Regions from separate parts of the Rattus norvegicus genome. Here region 1 is linked to region 2. A link is a contact called in public Hi-C data. All regions are on one chromosome and are shown on one strand. Each heading gives the region's core, a stretch centred on a gene start, on an enhancer-like site or on the middle of the called end of the contact. The rest is flanking DNA. Distances are from core to core; before and after follow the strand shown.

Region 1 (6,273 bases), core at 1,852-4,351, 66 kb before region 2:
CTGAAGGGGTTTGAGACCCCATATGAACAACAATGCCAGCCAACCAGAGCTTCCAGGGACTAAGCCACTACCCAAAGACTACACATGGACTGACCCTGGGCTCCAACTGCATAGGTAGCAATGAATAGCCTAGTAAGGGCACCAGTGGAAGGGGAAGCCCTTGGTCCTGCCAAGGCTGGACCCCCAGTGAACGTGATTGTTGGGGGGGTGGTAATGGGGGGAGGATTGGGAGGGGAACAACCATATAGAAGGGGAGGAGGAGGGGTTAGGGGGATGTTGGCCTGGAAACCAGGAAAGGGAATAACATTTGAAATGTAAATAAGAAATACCAAATTTAATAAAGATGGAAAAAAGAAAGAAAGAAAAAGAAGACATAGAAAAAAATTAGTTGAAACTTGCTTTGTGGTACCAGTCTGATCATATTATATCTAACAATGATTGAGGAGGTCCTTGGGGGTCCAGACTAGTGGTACTTTGTAATTAATTCTGCTCTTGGTCATTTTATAGGATCTTCCAGGTATGTTTAACTTGATGTAAGGTAGGAAGAATATATCACAATAACCAATAAGACATAATTCAGCTTGCAGGGCTCCAGGCAGAATTTTAAGGCTTTGACCAAATTATATGCTTTGATCTTGACCACAACCCTGCATGGGCCAGGTATTATGTCGTCCTATAGATGAAAAACAAATGGTTTCATTGCTGTGGTTTGAATGGGTTTCCCCTAAGTGCACGTTAGACATGTAACCCCCAGAGAAACAGAGTTGTGGGGGAGGAAACCAGAGGAAGCTTGTTCATAAAGATGAATAAAGGTGAATGGTTATTCATGGATGGTTTAGTGGCAACTACTGAAAAGCTTGAGTCTTTGAGATTGAGTGATCTATCTATTCATCTATCTATCTATCTATCTATCTATCTATCTATCTATCTGCCATCTATCTACCTACCTACCTACCAACCAATCAATCATCATCTATATCTATTATATCTATGTATCTATCATCTATCATCATCTTTATCTATTATATCTATGCATCTATCATTAATCAATAAATTAATCAATTTATCTAAATATCTATCTTTCTTTCTCCTCTCTCTTTGCCTTTTTCTCCATAGCTTCCTCCTTCCCTCTCTGCGTCCTACCACTAGATGACACAGCCAAAAGACACTCACTTCTCGACCTTGGGCTTGCCAGATCTTGGAGCTGTAGGAAGCACTTCTCTTTCTCTATAAGTTGTCCAATCTCAGCTCCTTTTTCTCTTCCTTTTCCTCTTATGCCATAATGAGAGCATACATACAAGGCCTCATACATACAAGGTCCACACTGACACTGACTATTCTCCGCTGCTCTATTAGAGCAGTACAACCACCAACCAAACAGAAACCAGACATAGACTATGGAGTTAGGTTTCGCTGGTCACTGAGCAAGAAGTGACAGGATCAAAATATAAACTTACCCATAAAATATACCCCCTTGAGAGCTCTCTGATGGCCATTCTGCTCTGTTGCAGTTACAACTAGACAATCACTCTCTAGACAGGAAGTTCCCTGAGCATGCTCAGGACACCTGCTCCATGCATCTTGGAGATACAGAATGCAGGTTCTGTCGTGGAGCCTTGTGGGTCGCCAGGCTCACTGGGATGTTGCAATTAAGCATCCCAGTTCACTGGGATGTTGTAGGAAAGGAAATGTTGTCACTGCTGGATCCTCTGGACTCCAAACAGTTTGTCATGTAATAGGACTGCAGTGGATAGTTATTGAAAAAGAGAGAACTGAATAATTTCTCTTTTCTTTTTTGAAAGTTTCTTCAGAAAGCCCAGTTTCTCACAGATTGAAGCAAAGAAACTCTGACTGAGATTTTGAAGAGTAGGTGTGGCTCCTGCAGGACCCGCCTGCAGCCTGATGCCCACTCATAGAATCCACATTCTCAGAACCTAGATGTCTGAACCTGCTATCCAGGGAGACCCCAGAAAAGAGCTAGTGGTTCTGACTCAGTCCCGGAGTTTGTTCCTTAGTCACCGAATAAGGCAGGATGTGGCCCGGGACTGAAGCTACTCAGAAGTGAGAATACATTTCTAGGAAAAAGGACAGCTGCTTGGTAATTAGACGATTGTGTAATTAAAGTTACTCCAGGACACCTTAATTCATGCACAGAGAGCTAAATGATGACTTTCTGCTTCATAAATTGAGAATTTAGCAGGTGCATTGTAAGCTGCCACATTCTGTGAAATGCTACTAAACAGAGAGAGGGTGTTTATCAGGGAGTTTAAAAATATATTACTAAGATGGCTTTATTGCTAACTTAAGGATTGTGTATTTAGTAGTAGAAGTGGATTTTGACACTCTTTTGACATCTTTCAACCTTTCTGCCCGTTTTCCAAGAACCTTTTATGCCTCTTACAGAACCGTAATAAAAAGCATATGCCTGACGGTAGACCATGTGCCCCGTAAGGTGCCTTGGGCTCACTCCCTACACTAAATACACACCCCACTCCTGGTAGCCCACAGCAGCCCTCCAGAGAAACACAGACTGATAAGTTCAAGGGCATCCATGCATACCTAGTGAGTTCACGACTCATTAGGATGAGTGTCATGGAGAGACTTAAGACGAGGTCTTCGAAAAGGAGAGCAGGGATACTAGAGATCCACTTCCATGGAGGAGTGCTTGTCTAGAAAGCACAGGGTCCTGAGTCTGAACTCCAGAGTGTGGAAACGAATGGGCATTACAGCAAGCAGGTGGCAAATACCTGTCATTTCAGTACTTGGGAAACCGAGGAGGACTGCCATGTTGAGGTTAGCCTGTATTATAGAGAAAGATCCTGTCACACAGAGAGAAATTGGAGTTACAGCAACCTCTCAGCCAGGGGTTGCTTGGGGGAAAGAAACCTGTGCTCGAACGTGTGGCCATGTCTGGGTAGGAGGTGAACATCGGGGACGCCCATCCAATTATCCCTTCTGGAGGTGCACTCCCTGTTCTTTCAGGAGCATATTAATCATTTTTACGCTATCCTGACTCCTAATCACAGGCGTATCCAGTGTTGTCAAAACAGTGCCTGCCCGCATCTGTTTTCTGTGCCTGGCCCGGCTTCCAGGGAGTGTTGGCGAGAGAATGCAGAACAAGTGATTGACAGTCAATGTTGACATTCTGTGGCTCTTTGGAAATGGGAACAATCTGGCTCTGATGTTGTAATTCCTCCTTTTATGGGCAAAAGCCAGCGCCTCAGCATGAATGAGCTTTGCCGTAAGCTCTGAAACGCACCCCAGACACACCACGTCCTTCCCGCACGCCCACTCTGCGGCAGACAAGAGACAGACAAGAACCTTTTTCATCTCCATTTCGAAGTCTCCATGAAACCGAGTGAAGGAGAAGACTTAAAGAGAAAAACAAGTCCTGGTGGGACTTCCCTTCCCTTTGGTTTCAACCACATTCCTCCTCACAACTCATCGCCATGTTTTTAATTACACAAGTAACAATTAAAACAGCACAGGTAGGAAAAGCTCTGCCTATTCCCCAATCCTCTACTGTTTCCTTCTGATTAACTTTATTATCCATCCACTGTACCTCGTACCAGAATATATAGATTTTCCTTAAGTGTATACATTCATAGGTATGTGTGTGTGTGTGTGTGTGTGTATGACTTGTGTATGAGTGTGTAAAGCATATATGTTTATATGCGTTTATAGTTCCACATACAGAAAGGTAAGTGCTTGTTGAGAAAGGACGTTGTTTGGTACACAAATTGCATTGAATCTTGCATCACGCGCTACAACTAGCATATCTATTTTACGAATGGGTGCAGAACATGTTTTCACACCAAGAAATGTCGACTGAGCTCTTTTGTTTTAGAGGAAGCACAATTTTTCACAGACTGGATGCGTTTATTCTCTAGACACAAAATTTTGGATTATTTTCAGTCTTTTCACTGTCACAGTCATGCCATCACACAGCTCATTGTCCGAGTCTTTTTGAAATCCCTGGACTCACCGTGGGTGTAACACCCCAGCCTGCAGCCCACAGGCCACATGTGTCTCAGGACAGATGTGAACACAGGCTAACACAGAGCCGTGGGCTCACTTAAAACACCAAGGGATTCCTCTTGTGATTTCTTTCTGTAACTGTTCTCCAGCCTGAACTTAGGGTAGATGACAAATGTCTGTTGCAATGGCGAAAGGTTGGGCAATCCTGCAAGGTTACGCTGGCTCCTCTGAAGAACAGTAAAGACTATTAACCGACCTTGCTTGTGCTGCCAGACCACAAGACTACAGGCATTCTGGACATCAGGAAACCCAAGACCTGGGTGCTGATGGAGTCAGTTCCTGGTGAGGAATTCCTCAACTGCATATGGCTGACCCCTCTTACTGTGTCCTTGAATTGTAGGAGAGAAGGAGAGAGGGAGAAAGGGAAAGAGGGAAAGAGAGAGAGAGAGAGAGAGAGAGAGAGAGAAAGAGAGAGAGAAGGAAGGGGAGGGGAAGATCACATACTTCTTTGTTTTCTCTTCTTATAAGGGCACTAATTACACCAGAAAAGCCCCACCCTTGTCATGTCATCTATGCCAAGCAACATGCTACGGAACATAGCATTACATGTATGGACAGTAGGGAGACCCAAACTTTCAGTTCAAAGCATTCCACCTCTGGTATCCGCCCACCTCATTCATGTCCTTCCTTCATGGAAACACACCCATTCATCCCACTGATTCAAAAGTCTTAACTCATTCTAAACACTAATTCTACAGCCAACTGCATTTAAATATCATCTTAATTGGATGTGATTGAGATTCAAGGTGTCATTAACTCAAAGCAGAGCTCTCCAGCTGTGGGATAATGAAACCAGATGTTATATGCTTTCAAAAGGCAATTATGAGGAAGGCCTAAGATGAAGGAATCTCATTTTATAGTTGAGAAATTAGAAGGAAGAAATTTGAGATAAGTCTAGAGTAATTCCACACCCTAGCAAGGGAAACTCCATTGGAATTAAGGCTCACATATCCAGAATTAACTGAATTAGAACCAAGGCTCCCCAGGGGTCCGATGCTCTGCCTTCCACACTCAGAAGTACATCCTACCCTGCCTCCTTCCAATGGTTTCTCGCACAGGCTCTGGGTGGCTGCTTCTGGTACCCACAAACCAAGATTCCCCTCTAACAAGAAAAGCAGCAGGGCAGTGCCAAAGCACTCTGAATCATTCTTAACTAAGAGAGCACTGTTGCTTCTGAGCAGCCAGTCGTGGAGTACCTGGGAAGTGTGGCAGTCTTTGCTCTGCTTGTCCCATTGGCATTCATTCCCTCAGTATGAACTGTTTCTGCAAAAGTGGCTGCTTAGGCCTCACATTCAACTGCACACAAATCTTATTGAAACCACGGCTGGCCATATCACAAGTGTTCTCTTCTGAGTAAATGCTCTCTCTCTCTCTCTCTCTCTCTCTCTCTCTCTCTCTCTCTCTCTCTCTCCCTCCCTCCCTCCCTTCCTCCTTCTACTTCTCTTCTACTGCTGAGATCAAATGTCCACCTCTTCCATGAGATGCTTATCCCATTACAGTCTGACTTACATCCAAGTTAGTCACCTCCTAAAGATTCTCCCTTCAAATAGCTGCACATTAGGCTTCTGGCCTCAATTGTGAGAAGGGAGGGGAAGGGTTCAGACATTTCGTATTCTATCATTTATTTACCCAATCTAATCTGTTTTTCATCTGCCTGCCCTTCCATCCATCCACCCATCTTCCTTCAAAGTCCTAGCCGACTTGAGTTCACGTCTTATTGGCTTGGGTTGTATTATCAGCCGCCACCAGGGAGGAAGCTAGAGAAACAAATGGGCAAAACCAGGAAGAAGTGGGTAATGGTTGGGGAGGTTAGTGATTAACAGTCCACTGGGAAGCTACACAAAGACGAAATACACCATCCTCTCCTCTATTACTCTCGTGGCTCTCATTACTTCCTAGGAATCTCCCTGGTTTCTGGAGTAGCACAGAAAGGGAGGGCGGCTGTGTTCTGAGGCTCTGGGAACGCAGCAGGGGTAGGGAGGGGGAATAGTGTCTACCCCTGTGAAACTTTATGGAAAGTCTACAGAGTGTCAACAGTGTTCACGTCATCCAGTCATTCAGGCTCACAACCATGCTCAGCCTTGGACTTGACCAGCGTGGGCCAGCACTCCCCAGCCTGTGGGTCTTAAGACCACTCAGTAATGGAGAAAAGTCAGCAATCACTCTTTGCCCGTTCCAGGGTTCAGACATGAAGACGTTCACACAGGGTACTTCAGCTCTATGGGCTCTGCCCTG
Region 2 (6,939 bases), core at 2,867-5,366:
AGGTGGTAAGAAGAACTATACTTGTCTACCATTGTGATGTGATTGATGATTATGAAAGAATGTTCTCTATGTTCACAGGGGAATTTTCAGCTCATCCTACACATGAAAAGGGTAAGAAGTTAATTTAAAAGAAGGAAATGGGGGGAGGGGAAGTCAGGGAGGGAAGAGATGGGAAGGGAAGGGAGGGAAGGGAAGGGAGCAAAAACAAGCAAGAAAGCACTGGAACAAGGCATAGCCCAGAGGCAGACTGTTTATACAGTATGGTCTGCATCCCGTCTCCAGAACTAACCAGGGGAAAGAGAAAAATGAAGAGGAGAAGAGGAGGGGGAAGAGGGATGTTATAATAAACTGAATTGGCCTGATTAAGTAAAAGACACTAAAATGACTTTGAGCATAACCAACAGAGTTAGAGTAAAACAGAATTTATGCTTTGCATTGTTTTCTCAACAGGTTGGTGAAGTTCCTGGGCTGGAGTCGGGAAGGTAGAAGTGAGCCTTTGTTCAGGGCTTCTCCTGTGGTGTCTCAGGGTCACCAGTGCTGGGTCATTTGGAGCTGCATTGCCACAGTCAGCTATGGCCACTCACAATTAACAGAGGAAGCTGTGTGGGCAAGACTAAGGAAAATGGGTCACTTAGCTGCTTCTAGGGCACTCAAGGCCAGGAGGCAGGGCCTCCACCCACCACAGCCACCCAGCCCGGGGGAACCAGCTCTACTGCCTTTCTCTTTGATGTCAGGCAGCTTTGTGCTTCACTCTCTCTGTCTTTCCAGGAGTTAGGGAGAGTGAAAGTGGAAACAAAGGTAAGGACACAGAGGTAGGCACCAGCTCAGCTCCCGGAGGAACAGAAGGACAGCGCTCTGCTGCTCTGCAGTGCAGTAAGAAGAAGCTGACTGGGTTGCTTTCTCCACTTATTATTATTAAGGCTGATCTCCGCTGACTCACCCTTTTCACATATCATCGTCAGTTAAATGGGATTATGGGAGACGTCTAGCATGAAATTACAGCAAACTAGAAAGAACAAGTACCTTTAAGTCTGTTCAAAAACTATCTGTGCCCTTCAGCACTAAGCGATACCCATGAGGACCTGCAGCTTGAGTTGCTGGTGACGAATGGCTGGTAGCCTGCTGTTTGTACCTATGGTAAGTATCTGAAAGGTATCTTCCATGGGCAGATTTGGGTGTGGTCAGAGTGTGAGTAGCTAGAGGACTTCACATCCAGTCTGGGCTCCACCCTACCTGGACTCTTCTCTGCAGAAGTGCATACATGCACACACACACACACACACACACACACACACACACACACACACACACACGCCTAAGAAATATATCAAGTGTGACAGTAAAGAAGTGACTAATGATTTAACACATGCAGTATAATGTTGTACCAAGAATAGAGATTCTGGGTCTAGGGTCCCAGGTTTGGAAAGTCCGATTCTGAATTGGCCTTCAACACATTCTTTAAGTTCTCAGGGCCTTGGTTTCCACATCCACGTGTATTGCTGTTCTTTTTGCAATAACAAAGGAACGGACCCACATAGATGTCCATCCGCAAATAAATGAATAGTGAAAATGAGGAACATGTTTACAGTGGAATCTTAAGCAACGATAAAGAAAAACGTGTGCAGGAATACGGGCGTAACCAGAAAATGTTACATCGAGGGAGGTGACCAGGCAGAGAGACCAACACCACATGTCCTTGCTCATATATAGGTCCTGATTTTTAAGTGTTAAATATGTAAATCCAGAGGTGTAAGTGTTATGTAGAGGTCAGGAAACTAAAGGAGCCGAGAGATTTTTTTTTTAAAGATGCTTTAAGGGAGGGATGGAGAGGATTCTGAGGCTTATGTGACATAGAACCAGAAGGGAGAACACTGGGAGTGAAGGAAAGGATCCAGCAAGAATGGGGGAAGCAGGGAAATGGGGTCGTGGAGCAGAGTCTAAGGATAAGAAACAACAACTAAGTATATGGAAAGACCTCAAAGAAACTTGCTACTTTGTAAGCTAACTCAAATAAATAAATCAAATAAAAATAAATCATGAAGGGTAAGGAAAAAAAAGAAAAGAAAGAAATATATTCAAACCAGGACAATGCTGGTCCTGTCATGTGGGGGCCACCCAAGACTCATGTAAGGTGCGCAGAGAAAAGCCTAGCACACAGTTCTCAGGCAGTAGAGTTATCTGCGGCTGTGCTCACATTGCATGCAAACATTTGAATGCCGGCAGTTGTGCTCAGCACATCACGAGGAGAGGAAACCATGACTATGGGCGTGCTTTATGTGGGGAATACTGTCTACACATGATTACAGATGCCCGGCCTCGCTCTCCAGCTCAGTACCAGGACAACAGTGTCAAACGAAGCTGAGTCACATATCCAAGGGAGACGGTGCTAACATTCAAATCTAGATCTTTCTTCTCTATTCCCTGAAAACACAACCCCTCCCATCCCAAAATACCCAAGGAATTTCCTTCAGAGCCCCATAATCTTGCACATAATGTCTCTGGCACTGGAAAATTTTCTCTTGATTAAAAAAGAAAGGGGGTTATGAGAAAAATTCAGAAGTCATTTATCATCAAGGTAAATAACGCAACTAGAAAATCGTGCTTTGATCTAAAAATAAGGCGTGATTAATACCCTTGGGTGGCTGACACTCTAGGAACACTTCCAAAAAAATGTTTTTTAACATGTCTGACAAATTTACTATCTCAGGAAGACTGTATTTCCTACTCTGTTAATTACTTTTTCTTCACTGAAGACCCGGCAGACACAATTTAAGGGAGAAAGGTTTATTTGGGTTCATGGTTCAGGGGCTGCAGTCCATCATGGCAGAGGGCTTGCCTGGTTTATGTCAGGGCAGGGGGCCCCAGTGCTTGTTACACGGTGCCAGCTCAGGCTGGAAACAGCCCTCCCAAACAGCTCCCAGCAGCCACTCACATCTGAAAGCCATGCCTCCTCCTGCCTCAAAGATTCTGTAAACTCTCAAAACAGTACCAGGAGTTGGGGGACTCAGTAACCAAACTCACGAGACTGTGGGGACGCTTCATATTCAAACCATAACACCTACCTAGGGATTCCTCCACTTCCATGCTGAGCCCATTCCGTGGCCTAGATTCTGCGGCAGAGTACACTAGGCAAGGGGTGTAATTAAATGCTTGCTAAAGCTCCTCTAGGTAGGGCCAGACTTTCTGACACACATGCTTTTTGGCTCCAGTAGCATCTAATGTACTCAGAAGTAATCTCTAGCCTGGAAGTGTCTTAGAAATGTTGGTCCTCCAATTAAAATGATCATCTGAGACCACCTCTAGCAACTAGGGCTGGTGAATTGGAGGCTCTGTCCACTTATATCTCTCCCATGAGATAAGCTGCATTTGGGAATCACCTAGGTATGCCGATACTCTTGACACAGACATAAGGGCAAGTCCACTCATAGCTGGATTGACAGGTCAGACGGGGAATAGGCTGTCTAGAGCTCCAAGTTATGTTGTCTCTTACTTATTCCTGGTGGAGAGATGAGGAAAGAGGGAGGTAGGAAACAGACAGAAAAATGAGGTAGTTGATCTTATATCTTATTAGAAATAAAAATCATAATTACTCTCAGTAAAAAGTATTCGCAGACAAGATCAGCTGTGTGGAAAGGGAAGTGATCCAAAGCATGCTGGCTGTTGTGTCTTTTGTCTGTCTACACAGCGTCTGAATTCTTAACTTGTCCCATCATACTGCCTTCATTCGGATTAGCCCTGTTCTAATTTAGCTGTTAATAAATGACTACAGGAAAGTCCAAAGTAGGGAGAAAATTTAACTGCTCTACCACCCAGGGAGACATTGTTTTAAGACCAAAAACAAGCCAGAGATGACTAAAATTAGGTTTCATTCTTTGCCTCCCAAACCCTGATCCCTAATCCTTGAGAACTATTTTTGCATGATCTTGCTTCTGTAGACTTTGGGGTTGGTTCTCCGAGAAGGAGAAAGTCTAGAGATGAATGACGGGGAGGGAGAAGGGGGCTCTTGTGATGAAACTGTCAAGATCAGCTCATGTTGGCAAAGGCACGGATGATACCAACATGCTGTTACATGAAGAGCGTTCACTCATACGGCTTAGAAAGACGGTGACATTTCAGCTTGGCATCTCAGCAGTTCTACCTTTGAGCTTGGAAGACTGCCCGAGCAACAGAGTCATTCCAGACGACTTCCTTGCCCTTTTAATTACGGCAAAGGTTGTGGGGTGGGATACTCATCCACTCTCAAGAAATGCCAGAGGCCTATTTTCTGTCCAAAAATAGTAAAAGGATGGACTTCCTAACCTTTGACTAAGCAAAAAACACAAAGCTTGTTAGACAGCGAGCCTCTATGCCCTGAATCCCAGGTTGCAGAAGATCAGATGTGACAAATATTGAATTTGTGAAGCACAAAGTCTGAGACAGAAATTCAGCAGGGCCCTCATTGCATGAACCTCAGATAGCCATGACGTTGGATATTGCATCATTCCTCATGAGGTCACACTCAGAGCCAAGGTCTCCCTGCAAGTCTGTCAGCTGTGATCTTTATGGAAGTTGATTTGCAAGCAGTGCCTTCTCTCTGACCTGTACGGCTGCCATTGAGTGTGAGGAAAGAGGACATGGGCTAGAATTGCAGGGACCACAGTTCTAGTGGAGTGAATAAGGTCCCTGTTTCTTCTGATCAGTTGAGGCAGGTGATGGGGAGAGAGAAAGGTGGATAGAACCTGCAGGGAAGGAAGCTGGGGTGAAGGGCTAGAAGGAGGCATGGTGTTTGCACAGAAAGGAGATCGAAGATAAGATCCACTGGATGTGTTCTCTACTTCTGAAAGGAAAATAGAGCAAACCTTGGGCCCTGATACCTGAGGGCAGATGGGCTGACAAGGGACACTGTTCCAGATCTGGAAGACTCACGTCAACCAACTTAAAAGGCCTTGTAGGCAGAAGCAAGGCCTCCCTGATGAAGAAGAAATTCTCACTGTGGACAGCAGCTGTACCCAGGAGCTCTACCTGTCTCTACTGACAGCCTGCCCAACCCGAAGGTATCAGGCTTACCTTCTAGCCTCACCTCAACCATGTGAAGCCGTCTTGTGCAATACATGTCATGTTTATCTCCTACTGACTCGGCCTCACGTGTTGGAACTGACCTGATACAGATGGAAACGCCCAGATTCCTCCTTGGCATGGAAAGGGCTGCATCCTCAGCTATAGCTTTGCTTCTGACTTTCCATTGGCCACCCACCTTCAGGAAGTGCCTGACCAGACAGAGTCACCTTGCCCTATGCCCCACTTCCTTCCTGAGGCAGCTCACTCTGGTTAGTAATGTGGGAGTGTAAAGGCCTGGCCCTACTCCAACCTGGGGTAACCCTGAAGGGCTGCCCGTCTTAAGAGCCTCCTGAGAGAGAACTTGGCTGAAGCTCACCCTGGCTGACTGTAGCCAAAAGCCCCCTACTCCTCAGAGTTTTCCTTCCTGTCTTTCCTCTGGTCTGACTCTGAGGGCATGGCCACATGGGTTTCCTGCCCCAGATTCTCTCTCAGTTATGCAGGGAGCCCATCTGTACCAGGAACCTTGTCCCTGAGCTTCCACTTCCTGCATCTTTGGCCCTTCCTGGGCATTAATCTCTTTCCATCACCAGGCATAGATGCTTTCGGCTTGGCTTTCATTTTAGAGGATGAACCCAGAGTCATGATCCCCATCCACAAGTTCTGCATCAGCTTCATCACCCACCTGCTTGCTCTTTCCTTCCCACCTAAAATTCTTGAGGAGCTAAGGTAACACCATCTCTCCTTTACCTCCCTTGCACTTCCTTGGCCACCACCACTCCACTGAAACTGCTTTTCCTAAGACATTGCACCCTCTGCAGCCTGTCCCATGTTTGACTAGGGGGTTGACAGAGTCAGTCTCTCTCTCTCTCTCTCTCTCTCTCTCTCTCTCTCTCTCTCTCTCCCCCTCCCTCTTTCCCTCCCTCCCTCTCTCTGAAATTGCTTGTCTGCTCCAGTAACTTCTAGATTTCATGTATCTGTTAAGAAACTCATCTCCAGGATGTCTCCATAGCTCCCAGTCAACTACTGAACTGCTTCCCCATTGTACTCTCCCCTCCCCTTGTACATCTGGCCACAGTCTTGGCTTTAGGTATCACATGTAAGCTAAAGACTGTTAAATCCTTGCCTCCAATCTTGACCAGTGACCTAGGCTCTACACGTGCTGTATTTCCTTCCATTGAGCACTTTTCCAAACGTCCTATCTGGGGTAACACTGGATTCATACCCACACAAGCTCCTCTTTCTGAGCCAACAAGACAAAGCTACTCTTGTCACCAATGAGCCTCCTGCCCCTCACTCTTTCTCCTTTACCCACTCTCCCTGCATCTTCTCTCTGGCCACTCAACCAGCTCTGACCCTAAGAATTTTGATGTCTTCCTAGAACGGGTGAACTGTGCTGCCTTTGAAACCCAGCAAGCTGAGCTTTAGAGTGGTTGATTCTGTCCTTTCTCTGGTCAGACACCAACCACAAATCAAGAAGACCATAAGGCCAAAGGGGCTTTTTCGCCACAAGCCTCAATTCTAGGCCAGGTTTCTGTTTCCAAGATAGCAGAACTACCATCCGTATGGCCCAAGCTTGTTTCCGGAGCCTGCTCAGGGCTCACCTCCAGATCCGCGCCCTCACTGCGCACTGCATCACTGGACTACAGCACTGTAGGCTTCAGACGGATGTTGGGCATAGAAGCTCATTCTTCATATCCAGCTATGTATAAACAATATAAACAAGATGAAGTTTCAAGCTAAGGAGAAACATGGGTAAAGTGATTAGTTGTGCTTTTTCTTGCTGTCTCAAAAAAAAAAAAAAGTTAGGGAAAATGGTTCTAACTAGGGAGCATCCTTCACATGCCAAGTACCAAAGACAGGATCTTTAGGATTCAAAGATGAGGTCGATCTATCAGGACCCCT

The links. A called contact is a pair of places that touch in the nucleus more often than the background predicts.
Region 1: a Hi-C map of liver shows a contact between it and region 2, with 2.9 times the contacts expected there. The contact joins two enhancer-like sites. A contact is called at or near these places in 2 of 12 Hi-C or Micro-C datasets (kidney and liver).

The regions. Positions count from the first base shown.
Region 1 is chr2:45,458,754-45,465,026 of GRCr8, reverse strand. No RefSeq gene overlaps it. Among named protein-coding and RNA genes, the nearest start is that of Ankrd55, 190 kb to the left of the region's middle. Within about 2 kb of position 3,101, at least 12 of the 93 cell types and tissues checked have an H3K27ac peak or open chromatin away from gene starts, as enhancers often do. A contact at or near this core is called in liver, where this site is marked.
Region 2 is chr2:45,392,743-45,399,681 of GRCr8, reverse strand. The region is part of intron 1 of LOC102554307 (a long non-coding RNA gene); the gene reads right to left. Among named protein-coding and RNA genes, the nearest start is that of Map3k1, 250 kb to the right of the region's middle. Within about 2 kb of position 4,116, at least 6 of the 93 cell types and tissues checked have an H3K27ac peak or open chromatin away from gene starts, as enhancers often do. A contact at or near this core is called in liver, where this site is marked.